3 separate regions of the Sus scrofa genome follow, and regions 2 and 3 are each linked to region 1. The links are chromatin contacts, called in public HiChIP or PLAC-seq and promoter capture Hi-C maps. All regions are on one chromosome and are shown on one strand. The core of a region is the stretch at or near the end of the contact, and the rest is flanking DNA. Distances in the headings are between cores, read along the strand shown. Region 1 holds the start of CEP135 (centrosomal protein of 135 kDa). Region 2 overlaps LOC100621006 (RE1-silencing transcription factor-like). Region 3 holds the start of LOC100626988 (nitric oxide-associated protein 1).

Region 1 (3,917 bases), core at 493-2,992:
CTAAACTAGTGGCTCTCAATCAGGAATGATTCTGCCTCCCTAGGGACAGTTGGCAATGCCTGGAAAGATTTTTGGTTGTCACAGCTTGAGGGATGCTACTGGCATCTAGTGGGTAGAAGCCAGGAATGCTACTCATCATTCTACAATACAGAGGACAGGCCCTCTAAACCAAGGAATTATTCAGTCCCAAATGTCAGAAGTACAAAGGTTGAGAAACTTTGATCTGGATCACCTTACACATATTCATTCTAAAGCCTTCCTCAGACTCTTTTCTTCTGGAGAGAGTCCTTGTTCAGATGTTTTATTTTGTTGGCTATCTTTGCATTAGATTTCCTCACTGTTTAGGGTTTGCAAGCTCATTGTCAGTGCAAAGTTTTTTCTTTTCCCTTTGCATCTGGCTCCCCCTCCTTCGGCTTATCAGTTTTGATGGTGGTCCCATCAGGTCTGCTCCACAATCAGGGCTCCTGTCTCAGGGTGATGTGGGGGACCTAGAGAGCCCAGATGAGGCTTGGTTTCTTTTTCTTTCTGCCTCCTCAGCCCACCCTCTCGCTCAAAGCCAGGACCTGAGTGCTGAGCAGCAATAATTCTGTGTGCCAGAGGAACCAGGGCCCTGACCTCAGGCCTTGCGGCCCAGCAGTGCGCCTGCACTGGTCTTCCGTGACATCTGGAGCAAAACTGGACTGCAACTTCAGTGTCCCACTCATCTTTTAAATTTCTTTGATTTTAGTTTTTGTATTTTCTAATGGCTATGTGTTTGGGACAAAGGGAAGCCAAAGAGTCTTCTGGACTGGGTGACTGTTGCATAGTCATTTGCTATGATATTTATTTATGGCTCCCTATTTTCAAAAAAGATATTTGTTGCTAGGCAACAAAAAAGTCTTTAACTGTACGTGTTCAAGACTACAAAAGCCATCCACGGAGCCTCATTGCCTCCTAGAAATTCCATAAAACAGCTTATTGAAGGATGTGGGAAGAGGGACAGGGCTCCCTGCGGAAACGGTTAAAGCGATATATGAATGCGTACAAAGTTATTCACGGCCCACAGAGCAATTAGGTGAGATATATATACACAAGGATTAAGTGCATCTTCAAAATGGATGCCCTGCTTGGGAGAAGAGTAAACAGGAGGCGATGAACGCCTCTCTGATCATCTAGAAGTTTCCACGCGACAAATGGAATTCCAATATCCGACCATGCATTTTCTCAATGTGAACAGGTTCTCTATAGCCAGTTGATTTACATTTGATTCCATTCTCGAATGTTTCTTGCGGTTGGTGCTAGAGAAACAGCTGAGTGAAATAAACTGACTCCAGGAATGCGCAGTAGGGGGCGGCAGAGGTAAACATACAAAGACAATGACGTTTGACAGAGGAGCTCTAACTCAAGAACTCAAACGCAATGATGTTATGCTCATCATAACGGGATGAGTATAATATTGGGATCTGGACATCTGTAAGAGGCCGGGGGTGCGGGAGCAAAGTTAGTTAACTGCGTTGGGTGGTTGTCAGGGAAAGTTGCACAGACAACCGGGTACTTCGGCTGAGTTCACGTGGGGAGCAGGCGTCCCCGGAGGGTGAAGGCTAACCGGCTGCAGGGACCAGGGCTGCACAGGCTCTAACCCAGCGCCCCGAAGGTCAAGGAAGTTCAAGGCAACGACAGGCGCAGCCTGGACGACGGCCGCCGCGGTGGTTCCGGCTCCCGCCGCCAGAAGGCGCCGCAGCGCCGCACCTTCCAGGCCCGTTCGTTTCCGGGCCTGGGCCCGGCGCCGCCATCAGAATCGGGCGCGTCCCCGCCGCGCGCGGCGACCCGTCTTCCGCTCCCGTTACCGAGGCAACCGCTGCGCCTACTCCGCGCCGGTCGCGATAGTCCGTCCGTGCCATTTTCAAACTGTCCCAGCGCCGGAGCCGGTGTCCGCGGCGGCGGAAGCCAGCGAGCGAGGCAGGCGCAGGGGATGCGACCGCGAGCGGAGGGAGCGGCAGCCGGGGCGGCGGGTGAGCACGGACCGGGCGGGCGGCGCGGTGGGGGAGGAAGTGGGGCCCGGGCGGGGACTCTGGCGCCGCGGCCGCCCGCTGGCGGGAGCCGTGCGGGGAGCGGGTTCGGGCTGCGGACCTGGCTCCGCCGCTGCGCTCGCGGCAGCCTCCACCGGCCCCGCGCAGCCGCTGCTGCTGGCCGGTTGCTCGAGGTGGGAGCGCCCTCTTCCCAGCTGGTCCCTCGGCGCTTGGTAAACGCAGACAGGCCCGAGCGCAGGCCGAGCCTTGGCGGCGACCTCCGCCCGTTTGCGGCTCTCAGGGAAGGACCCGGTTCGGTTCGGGCCTGGGCGTAGACACGTCCCGGGCCTCTGGGAAAACGCGCCGCGCTGGCTCCGGGTGGTGGTGAGCGCGCGTGGAGCGCCGAGCCTCCGCGCCTGTTGTCCTGCAGGGAGCTGAGTACAGACGCTCCTGGAGCGGGGGTGGGGAACGTTGGTACCAGCTTTTTGTCCTTCTTGGAAGGATTTTAATCTTTCATCTCTCTTGTGTGTTGATGAGTGTTTTGATTCGTACTCCTGCTTCTCTATCTTAGAAGGATGTGAGCAGGTAGTATTTCTGGGTAACCAAAGTCGGTGCCAGACAAGGAGAAATGTTTGGATGGCGAGGTCCTGCTGGTTCTGGGTTTTTTTATTTTTATTCTCTTGCTTTTTAGGGCCGCACCCCTTGAATGTGGAAGTTCCCAGGCTAGGCGTCAAATTGGAGCCACAGCTGCCTGTCTGCACCACAGCCACAGCAATGCAGGATCCAATCCCTGTCTGTGACGTGCACCACAGCTCAGGCAACGATGGATCCTTTTTTTTGTCTTTTTGCCTTTTCTAGGGCCACTTGCTGCGGCATATGGAGGTTCCCAGGCTAGGGGTTCAATCGGAGCTGTATTCGCCAGCCTACGCCAGAGCCACAGAAACGCAGGATCCCAGCCGCATCTGCGATCTACACCACAGCTCAGGGCAACACTGGATCCTTAACCCACTGAGCAAGGTCAGGGATTGAACCCACAGCTTCATGGTTCCTAGTCGAATTCGTTAACCACTGCGCTAAGACGGGAACTCCGATGGATCCTTAATCCAATGAGCGAGGCCAGGGATCAAACCTGCGTCCTCATGGGTACTAGTCAGATTCATTTCCACTGAGCCAGGATGGGCACTTGATAATTCTGGGTTTGCATTTCTCATGTCTCCAGGAGTTTCTCTGGAACACCCTGCCTCAGTCAGGTCCCTCTTATAGAAGGAACCTAGGAGGTAGCTACTAGTATGGAGTGCCAGCCTCCTTATTCAGAGAAAGGTTAGCAGAGGATAAGAAGGAAGGGTTTGTCAGAAGAAGTTGTGGAAGAGAGGTACTCACTCCACGGTGATGTAAGCTGAGGGCACAGCGCAGAAGCCAGAGTGCTGATCCAGACTGGGACCTGACGCCCACCCACTTTGTGGCCCTGTAGTTTGGAACAAGCTACTTTTTTTTTTTTTGACCTTTTTTTGTGTGTGTCTTTTTGCCATTTCTTGGGCCGCTTCTGCGGCATATGGAGGTTCCCAGGCTAGAGGTCAAATCGGAGCTGTAGCCGCTGGCCTACACCAGAGCCACAGCAATGCGGGATCTGAGCCACGTCTGCAACCTACACCACAGCTCATGGCAACGCTGGATCATTAACCCACTGAGCGAGGCCAGGGATTGAACCTGCAACCTCATGGATCCTAGTCAGATTCATTAACCAATGCCCCACGACGGGAACTCCTTAACCATTTTTTAGATGACACTATAGTTAATTTACAGTGTTGTGTTAGTTTCAGGTGTATAGCAGAGTGATTCAGTTATATGTATATATTTATACATGATTCTTTTCCATTATAGGTTCTTACAAGGTATGAAACGCAGGTCCCTGTGCTGTAGAAGTTACTC
Region 2 (3,917 bases), core at 356-2,855, 880 kb after region 1:
GTTCTGTGTGTTAGTGTCAGTTCTGTGTGTCTGTGTTAGTCTGTGTATCTGTGTCTTGGTCTCTGTGTTAATGTCACCTCTGTGTGTGCATGTTAGTCTGTGTGTTAGTGTCAGCTCTGTGTGTCTGTGTGTTAGTCTGTGTGTTAGTGTTGATTCTGTGACCTACTGTCTGGTTAAGTCAGGGCCTGGTCTGGAAAACACAAGCCTCGCTGGGTATTTCACTAGAAAGAATTTAATATAAAACATCGGCCAGGCCAGTGTCAGAGAACTGAAAAATAGAAAGGAGCAGGAGTTCCTGTCGTGGTGCAGTGGTTAACGAATCCGACTAGGAACCATGAGGTTGCGGGTTCGGTCCCTGCCCTTGCTCAGTGGGTTAACGATCTGACGTTGCCGTGAGCTGTGGTGTAGGTCACAGATGCGGCTTGGATCCTGCGTTGCTGTGGCTCTGGTGTAGGCCGGGGGCTGCAGCTCTGATTAGACCCCTAGCCTGGGAACCTCCATATGCCTCGGGATCGGCCCAAAGAAATAGCAAAAAGACAAAAAAAAAAAAAAAAAAAAGGAGCAGACACAGATAGTAAGCTCAGCACCTGGGGGTCCCCCTAAGTCCAGAGGAGAGAAGAGAGCGGTTGGGGATCTCAGAGCCCAGACAGTGGAGGAGAGGCCCTGGGACGCTGGGACTTGGACCTCTGAGCAGGGCCACTGAGGGGTACGAGGTACCGTGAGGAGGCAGTTCCCAGAGTGGGTGATGAAGCTGGAGCCTGGAACCAGCTCTCAGTGCCAAGGGAGAACCGTGAATGAGCCCTGCTGAAAGAGACCCAGGCCTTCCTCTGACCCCGCCTTGCGCTGTGCCACAGGCATCCTGCTGGCAGGGGAAGCCTGCTGGCCAAGCCCAAGGGAGGGTGCCGGAATTCTGGTGGCACAAATTCTGGAAGGCTGGCTTTAGAGCCAATGTGAAACAACCTCGCGGCTGGCAGAGCCACACTCCCCATCCCTTATCGTTGGGCCTCTGTGGGCACTGGGACAGGGGGACAGTGTGCAGCTTTGAACTCCACCTGGCACTGTGCATGGCTCAAGTTCTGGCTAGGGTCCTGTTGAGCCCAGAGGGTGAAGTTGAAATGAGTGTCACACTTTTCTGAGAAATGTCAGTTCTTTGAACAATGGTCATAAAATTGGTATGACTAATTTTTCTGTCATATAAAAATATTTTCTCAACTTTGTGCGATTTCTGTTACCAAAAAACAGACAGTAGCTTATAAACATCTTCACCTTTGATGTTCAGGATGCAAACCACAGTCTGAGCACAGACTTGGGCCCAGTGCTTAAAGTTGTGGTAGTAGGGATTTCATCTCCAAAAAGACAGCCTTTTACCCTTCAAAGTAGACTTCTTATAAATTGGTGTGCGTGGATGCTGCTGCCTTTATGTTATTCAGTTCCAAAAAGTTTATATCACACATTAGAAATATTTTATACCAGGGTGCTTTTCACAGAGTCGTGTCAGCATTTGTCAGCCAAGAATAAAAAACATATCGGCAGAGGGCCTGGGAGTGAGTACTTTCACTTTGTGTGTCATGCAATCTGTCACAGCTGGTCACCTCTGCCCCATAGTGCAAAAGCAGACAGATTATGAGTCAGCACATGGCTGTGGCTGTGTTCCAGCATCACTACAAACACAGGCAGCAGGTTGTATTTAGACTGGACCATAGCTTACTGACTCCTGGACAAATATGCAAACAGACATGGACACTGCAAGCTAGGTCTGCTTCAAAGTTAAACTTTGTGGCTTTGTTGTGAGCCCCTTTTTTAGGTACTCATACATTTAGATCTCCACAGTGCCCAGTGAATGAGCATTTGCTAAAGTGTCTGGCAATTTTGCCAAAATTAAAAAAAAAAAAAAATTAGCTCTATGTGGTCACTTCACTCAAAATTATTTTTCTTTTACCCTGAAACATCTGGCTGAATACACTTCTAGAAATGTGACTTTTCACCTTAGTGCCCTGTCCCTTGCTGCTGGTCTGCCGAGGATGATCACAAGTGCTGGTGAGTCTTCTGAAGTGGTGGAGCCAAACAAGAGATCTTATCTACGAACCCTATCAAAGGGTATTATCTAATCTACATTTAATTATTGATTCTAGGTTTCTAAAATGCACCCATCAGCATAAAAAAAGAAGCCTTGTTACGCTAAAATTAACTCAAAGTGGAATGTAAATTTAGATGTAAAAGTGAAACTTTAGAATTTTAGAGAAGGAGTTCCTGTCATGGTGGAGTGAAAACGAATCTGACTAGGAACCGTAAGGTTGTGAGTTAGATCCCTGGCATTGCTCAGTGGGTTAAGGATCCATCGTTGCCCCTAGAGCTGTGATGTAGGTCGCAGACATGGCTGGGATGCCAAGTTGCTGTGGTGTAGGCCGGCAGCTGTACCTCCAATTAGACCCCTAGCCTGGGAACCTCCATATGCTGCAGGTACAGCCCTAAAAAGCAAAAAAAAAAAAAAAAAAAAAAAAAAACCCTAATCATGCAGATACCACATGATCCAGCAATTTCACTCTTGGGCATTTATCCCACAGAAATACCTATTTTTATACAAAAATCTGTACATGATTTGCTATGTACATGAATGTTTATAGCAGCTTTATTGCTAATAGTCCAGAAACTGGAAACAACCCCAATATCCTTTGTCCGGTACATCATTAAACAAATTGTGATCCATTTATACTGTGGAGTACTACTCAACATAAAGGAGCCAACAACTGACATAGGCAACAGTGTGGACGGATCTCAAGGCCTTATGCTGAATTTAAAAAAATCCATTATAAAAAAAATTTTTTTAATAAAAAATTTAAATAAATAAAAAATCCGGAGTTCCCGTCGTGCCGCAGTGGTTAACGAATCCGACTAGGAACCATGAGGTTGCGGGTTCGGTCCCTGCCCTTGCTCAGTGGGTTAACGATCCGGTGTTGCCGTGAGCTGTGGTGTAGGTTGCAGACTCGGCTCGGATCCCGCGTTGCTGTGGCTCTGGCGTAGGCTGGTGGCTACAGCTCCGATTCAACCCCTAGCCTGGGAACCTCCATATGCCACGGGAGCGGCCCAAGAAATAGCAACAACAACAACAACAACAACAAAAAGACAAAAGACAAAAAGACAAAAAATAAATAAATAAATAAATAAATAAATAAAAAATCCATTCTCGGGTTTCCCCTTGTGGCGCAACGGAAATGAATCCGACTAGGAACCATGAGGTTTTGGGTTCAATCCCTGGCCTCGCTCAGTGGGTTAAGGATCCAGCATTGCCATGAACTGTGGTGTAGGTTGCAGACTCAGCTTGGATCCCGCATCGCTGTGGCTGTGGCGTAGGTCGGCAGCTACAGCTCCGATTCGACCCCTAGCCTGGGAACCTCCATATGCCTTGGAAGTGGCCCAAGAAATGGCAAAAAGACCAAAATAAATAAATAAATAGATAAAATAAAGGGCCACCTCTATATACCATTCTTGAAATGATGAAACTACAGAGATGGGGGGCAGATGAGTGGCTGCCAGGAGCTGAGGTTGGAAGTAGGGGCAGGAAAGAAGACTGTGGCTATTATGTCAGAAGTAGCATGAGAGATCTCTGTGATGGAATGTTCTTTGTCTACACTGGGCCTCAGGAATCTAAAGATGTGGTAAAATTGCATAGAATTGAATGCACACACACAAATGAGTATGGGTAAAACTGGTGAAATCCGAATAGAGTTGGTGGGTTGTATTCAGATCAATTTCCTGTTTTTAAAACTGTAAATCATGCAATATGTTACCACTGGGGGTGCCTGGGTAAAAGGTATAAGAGATCTATAATTATCTTAAGTTATAAAGCATAAAAAGATGTGAGGCTCTAAAAATTATCTGTGGAATCTGAATAGTAAAGGAACATTATCATTAGGTAA
Region 3 (3,917 bases), core at 1,056-3,555, 830 kb after region 1:
GTGGAATAGCATCTAAATAAATTACAAGGTAAGATTTTCCCCACACTCCTGGAAAGCAGAGCAGGAGTGAGGAGGGGGACCACGTGTAAGTGCCAGGGATGCTGGGATTAAGAACCTGGAGCTTCTCCACCCAGAAAAGGGCTTCTCAACTTCGGCGCCACTGACCTTTTGGACCAGAAGATTCTTTGTTGTGAGGGAATGCCCTGGGCGCTGCGGGACACTTAGCTTCATCTCTGGTCTCTACCTGCTAGAGGCCAGGGAGAATATGTAACTTCCCCTCACTCACACTATCCAGTTCAACTTCCTGTAGTCATGTGACCGCCAGGCAGTTGAAAAGCGGCCAGTGCTAGTGAAGAACTCAATTTTAGAGTGAATTTACTTTTAATTAACTTATTTAAATAGCCACATGTGGCTACTGTACTGGGCGGTGTCACCTAGAGAAAACCCAGCTCTGTCACTACTCTAGGATCCGTTCTACCCAACTTCTTCTGAGAGCCCAGTGTTCCCTGGTGGCTTGCTGGGTTAAGGAGCTGGGGTTCTCACGGCTGTTGTGTGTGTTACATCCTTGGCAGGGGAACTTTTGAATGCTGAGGGCATGGCCAACAAAAAAGAGCCCACCTCCCTTTAAAGCTACAATACTCAAGAATAGGTCAGGGGAGAGCCAGCTGACTGTGTGTGACAAGGATGGGTCTGTCCTACCAAAGCTTTCAGGGCTGTGGGACTGTTGCAGGGCGTGTTAAGCTGACTGTGCAACCATGAAAGCCTGTCCCCTCACCTTGAGTAAGGTGTGACCCACATGCTTCTGATACACATATCTGCCTTGTCCAAGGAAGTGATGTGCACGGGCAGGAAGTGGGAAGCCACAATTGTAAACCAAGCTAACTGGTTTACCTTGAGACAGAAAGAGTTCCTGTCCTGGCTCAGCAGTTAACGAATCTAACTAGCATCCACGAGAACAGGTTCAATCCCTGGCGTTGCTCAGTGGGTTAAGGAATAGGTGTTGCCGAAAGCTGTGGTGTAGACGCGGCTCAGATCTGAGCGACCCGGAGCTACAGCTCCGATTCAACCCCTCGCCTAGGAACTTGCATATACTGCGGGTGCGGCCCTAAAAAAGAGACGGAACTTATATTCTACAATGAAAAATCTGCTAAACCAGCACATTACAAGACAATTAAACAAACCAAAAAACCCTCAAAAAACGCTGGGACATGCTGAAGAAAATGGACTTGCCAGCGTTTGTGGCATCAACCAGGTAGACGTCGCCGCGGTAGCGCCAGGAGCGCTGGAGCGCGGAGATCAACTTTTTGACTCCATAGCCAGTCTTGGCGCTGATGAGCCGCACGTCCTTAAGCACCGCATGGGACCTGGCCGAGTGGTTCGCCTTATCCGCCCGGTCCCGCGGCTGCTTCCGGCCGGGGTGTTGGGACCTCCGGGAGCCAAGAGGCAGGAGACCGACGCGGGGGCAGTCGTCCCACAGCCGCTCCCGGATGCGCTGCCGGTATCCGGGGGCGTCCTGGGGCAGCAGGTCCACCTTGTTCCCCAGCACGATCAGCGCTTGGGGCCCACGAGCGCGGGCACGTTGGGCAGCAGGGCGTCGGGCAGATCAAGCAGGTCCACCTTGTACAGCACCAGCGCGGACTCCAGCCGCCGCAAGCGCAGGGCGCGCCGGTGGTGCACCAGCAGACAGCAGCGCTGGCACACTGTCCGCGCCAGCCCGCCCTTCGCCTGCGCCGCCGCGCGGAGGAACTTCTCGCTGGGCAGGTAGCCGGGCACGCCGGGGTCCTGGCGGTACAGCTCCGCCCCGCATCCCGAACAGTTCAGGCCGCTGGGTGCCACCGTCGGGTCCGGGTGCCCCACGACCGGCTGCGCCCGCTGCACCCGCCGAGCGGCCCGGAGCTTCTGCTGGCGCCGCTCCTCCCGCCGCTGCTGCATCTGTCGTTCGTTCTCTTCTTGCCGCTGCTGCACCTCTCGTAGCTGGTCTTGGCGGGTCGGTGCGGGCTCCGGCTCCGGGATGTACTTGGGGAACAGAAAACTCTCCTCTCTTCGCTGACCCCAGTCTCAGTCTGGCACGGAGGACGCCCACGGCCCAGGCCCCACGAGTGCTGGGATGAGAGGCTGACCACTCATCTCCTATCCAGGAGCGCGTCCCGGAGCCAAAGGCGCGCGGCCGTGGGAGAGGCTCCCTGCAGGAGGCCACACGGCAGCCTAGGAGCAAGGGTGGCAAGGGGCGGACCACCCCTTCGCGCGCGCACTGCGGCCCCAGCTGCGCGGTAAACGAGAAAAAGCCTGGGACGACCAGAGAGTTGTCATTGGTCAGCGTCGCCCTTCGGCTCCTCCTCCCTGGTCTCATCTCGTGAGATCTCGCGATGAAGCCTCTGATGCCGAGAACCCACCTAAAGCGAAGCTAAAGGCTTTGTAGGTGCGGGCTCCGCTGGGTTGGCCAGTTTGGGCAGCCAGTGAAGCTTTGCCTACTTCCGGGCTTCTTCAGCGCGCTGCCGCTGGTACTGTCTGCAGCTCGGAAATCTCATTTCTTCCTGTTTTTTGGCTATGTAACTGGCAAATATATAACACCTAAGGCCGTAAAATTATAACCACAAAGCCTTTTGTGATACATCCACTTGGGTTTTTTTCAGGTGTCATTATTAGTGGAATATTAAAAAAAACTTTATTATCTGGTTCCAAGACTGAGCGTAGCCGTAGTCATGTCTTCTGACCAGAGAAGTCTGAACCCACGATTTGCGCATGTGCAATTCTGGACGTTAGCAAATGCTTCACTCTTCGCGCAGGCGCACACAGTATGCGGCAGCCTCTTGGGCAGTGCAGGCCTGGGACGCAGGCGCAGACCTTAAGCGCCGTCCCCGTGGGCGGTGCTGGCTTGGAGCGCAAGCGCAGACCTTACTAGGCGCCCCCATGGGCGGTGCTGGCTTGGTACGCTAGCGCAGATCTTACGGGGAGTCTTAGTGGGCGGTGCTGGCGTGAGGTACAGGAAGTTTTGGGACCCCCAGACTGGGTTCATTTGTGTGGTGCTCAGGTCGTCGGTGGTCTTTTCTCCCTGTGCTTTTTTGGGTTCGCGTCTTGTGACCCACTTGTGGGTTTGTGTGACGCAGACGAGGGTAGGTGGCCCCTCAGAAACACCGCGGCGACCCGCTCGAGGGGGAAACGTGGGAGCCGGGCGAGTCGAGGGTTTGTGGCCTTCTCACCCGCCCGCCGCGCAGGGTCCCCAGGCGTTCCCCCCTCCGCCTTCCCCGGGCCGGGGACGAACCAGGGATTTGGAAGGTGGACCGGCGGGGAGCGCAGCATTTATGACATTTGTTGTCTCCACTGGCTGCTTCTGGATAAGTGACACCTCCCCGTTTTGGAAGAGCGGCCCCCCATGCGACCAGTACCGGTGTTTGGGGTTCATCTGAAGCAAAGGGCTCCTCGATTTCCCTTAAGGTCAGAGGTAGTGGATTTATTGAATAGTCGAATGTTTGAACGTCAGCTTGTGCCGGGCGATGTGCTAGGCTCTGCAAATACAGCTGGTGCAGAGAATACAGGGTGGGAGGGGGGATTGGGCTTGTTTGGCGTCCTTCACTCTGCTTTCCGCTTAAGTAAATTATCTTGAGAGATGACTTTTACATCTCCGTTTTCCACAAGGTGACACAGTTCTAGGAGGTGGTGTTTGCTTATTGAATAGGGCCAGTATCTTTTTTTTTACATGTATAATTTTTTACATGTAGAATTCCATATTTTCATTTTTTTTTTTCGGCTTTTGTCTTTTTAGGGCCACACCCACGGCACATGGAGGTTCTCAGGCTGGGGGTCTAATCGGAGCTACAGCCGCCAGCCTGTGCCGCAGCAACAGCAACGCCAGATCCAAGCTGTGTCTTCGACCTACATACACCACGGCATCGCCGGATCCTTAACCCGCTGTTGGA

Evidence for each region. Promoter capture Hi-C pulls out the DNA fragments that hold promoters and counts their contacts. HiChIP or PLAC-seq counts read pairs in DNA pulled down with a chosen protein or histone mark.
Region 2: an H3K27ac HiChIP or PLAC-seq map of skeletal muscle shows a contact between it and region 1, with 10 times the contacts expected there. The contact joins the enhancer-like site here to the promoter of CEP135 in region 1. A contact is called at or near these places in 5 of 47 Hi-C or Micro-C datasets (embryonic fibroblasts, heart right ventricle, omental adipose tissue and 2 more) and 2 of 2 datasets of contacts at active chromatin or transcription factors (alveolar macrophages and skeletal muscle).
Region 3: a contact with region 1 is called in a promoter capture Hi-C map of liver, with 4 times the contacts expected there. The contact joins the promoter of LOC100626988 here to the promoter of CEP135 in region 1. A contact is called at or near these places in 1 of 5 promoter capture datasets (liver) and 1 of 47 Hi-C or Micro-C datasets (heart right ventricle).

The regions. Positions count from the first base shown.
Region 1 is chr8:55,249,160-55,253,076 of Sscrofa11.1, forward strand. CEP135 (centrosomal protein of 135 kDa) reads left to right here and starts at 1,743. Exons shown (of 26, transcript XM_021101350.1): 1 at 1,743-1,991.
Region 2 is chr8:56,133,641-56,137,557 of Sscrofa11.1, forward strand. The region is part of intron 1 of LOC100621006 (RE1-silencing transcription factor-like); the gene reads left to right. Among named protein-coding and RNA genes, the nearest start is that of POLR2B, 97 kb to the right of the region's middle. Within about 2 kb of position 1,606, at least 22 of the 83 cell types and tissues checked have an H3K27ac peak or open chromatin away from gene starts, as enhancers often do. A contact at or near this core is called in alveolar macrophages, retroperitoneal adipose tissue and skeletal muscle, where this site is marked.
Region 3 is chr8:56,081,577-56,085,493 of Sscrofa11.1, forward strand. It overlaps LOC100626988 (nitric oxide-associated protein 1), which reads right to left and starts at 2,306. Exons shown (of 4, transcript XM_013978717.2): 1 at 2,057-2,306; 2 at 1,557-2,054; 3 at 1-1,554. The coding sequence starts at 2,306. The coding sequence ends at 1,172. The region is part of intron 1 of LOC100621006 (RE1-silencing transcription factor-like); the gene reads left to right.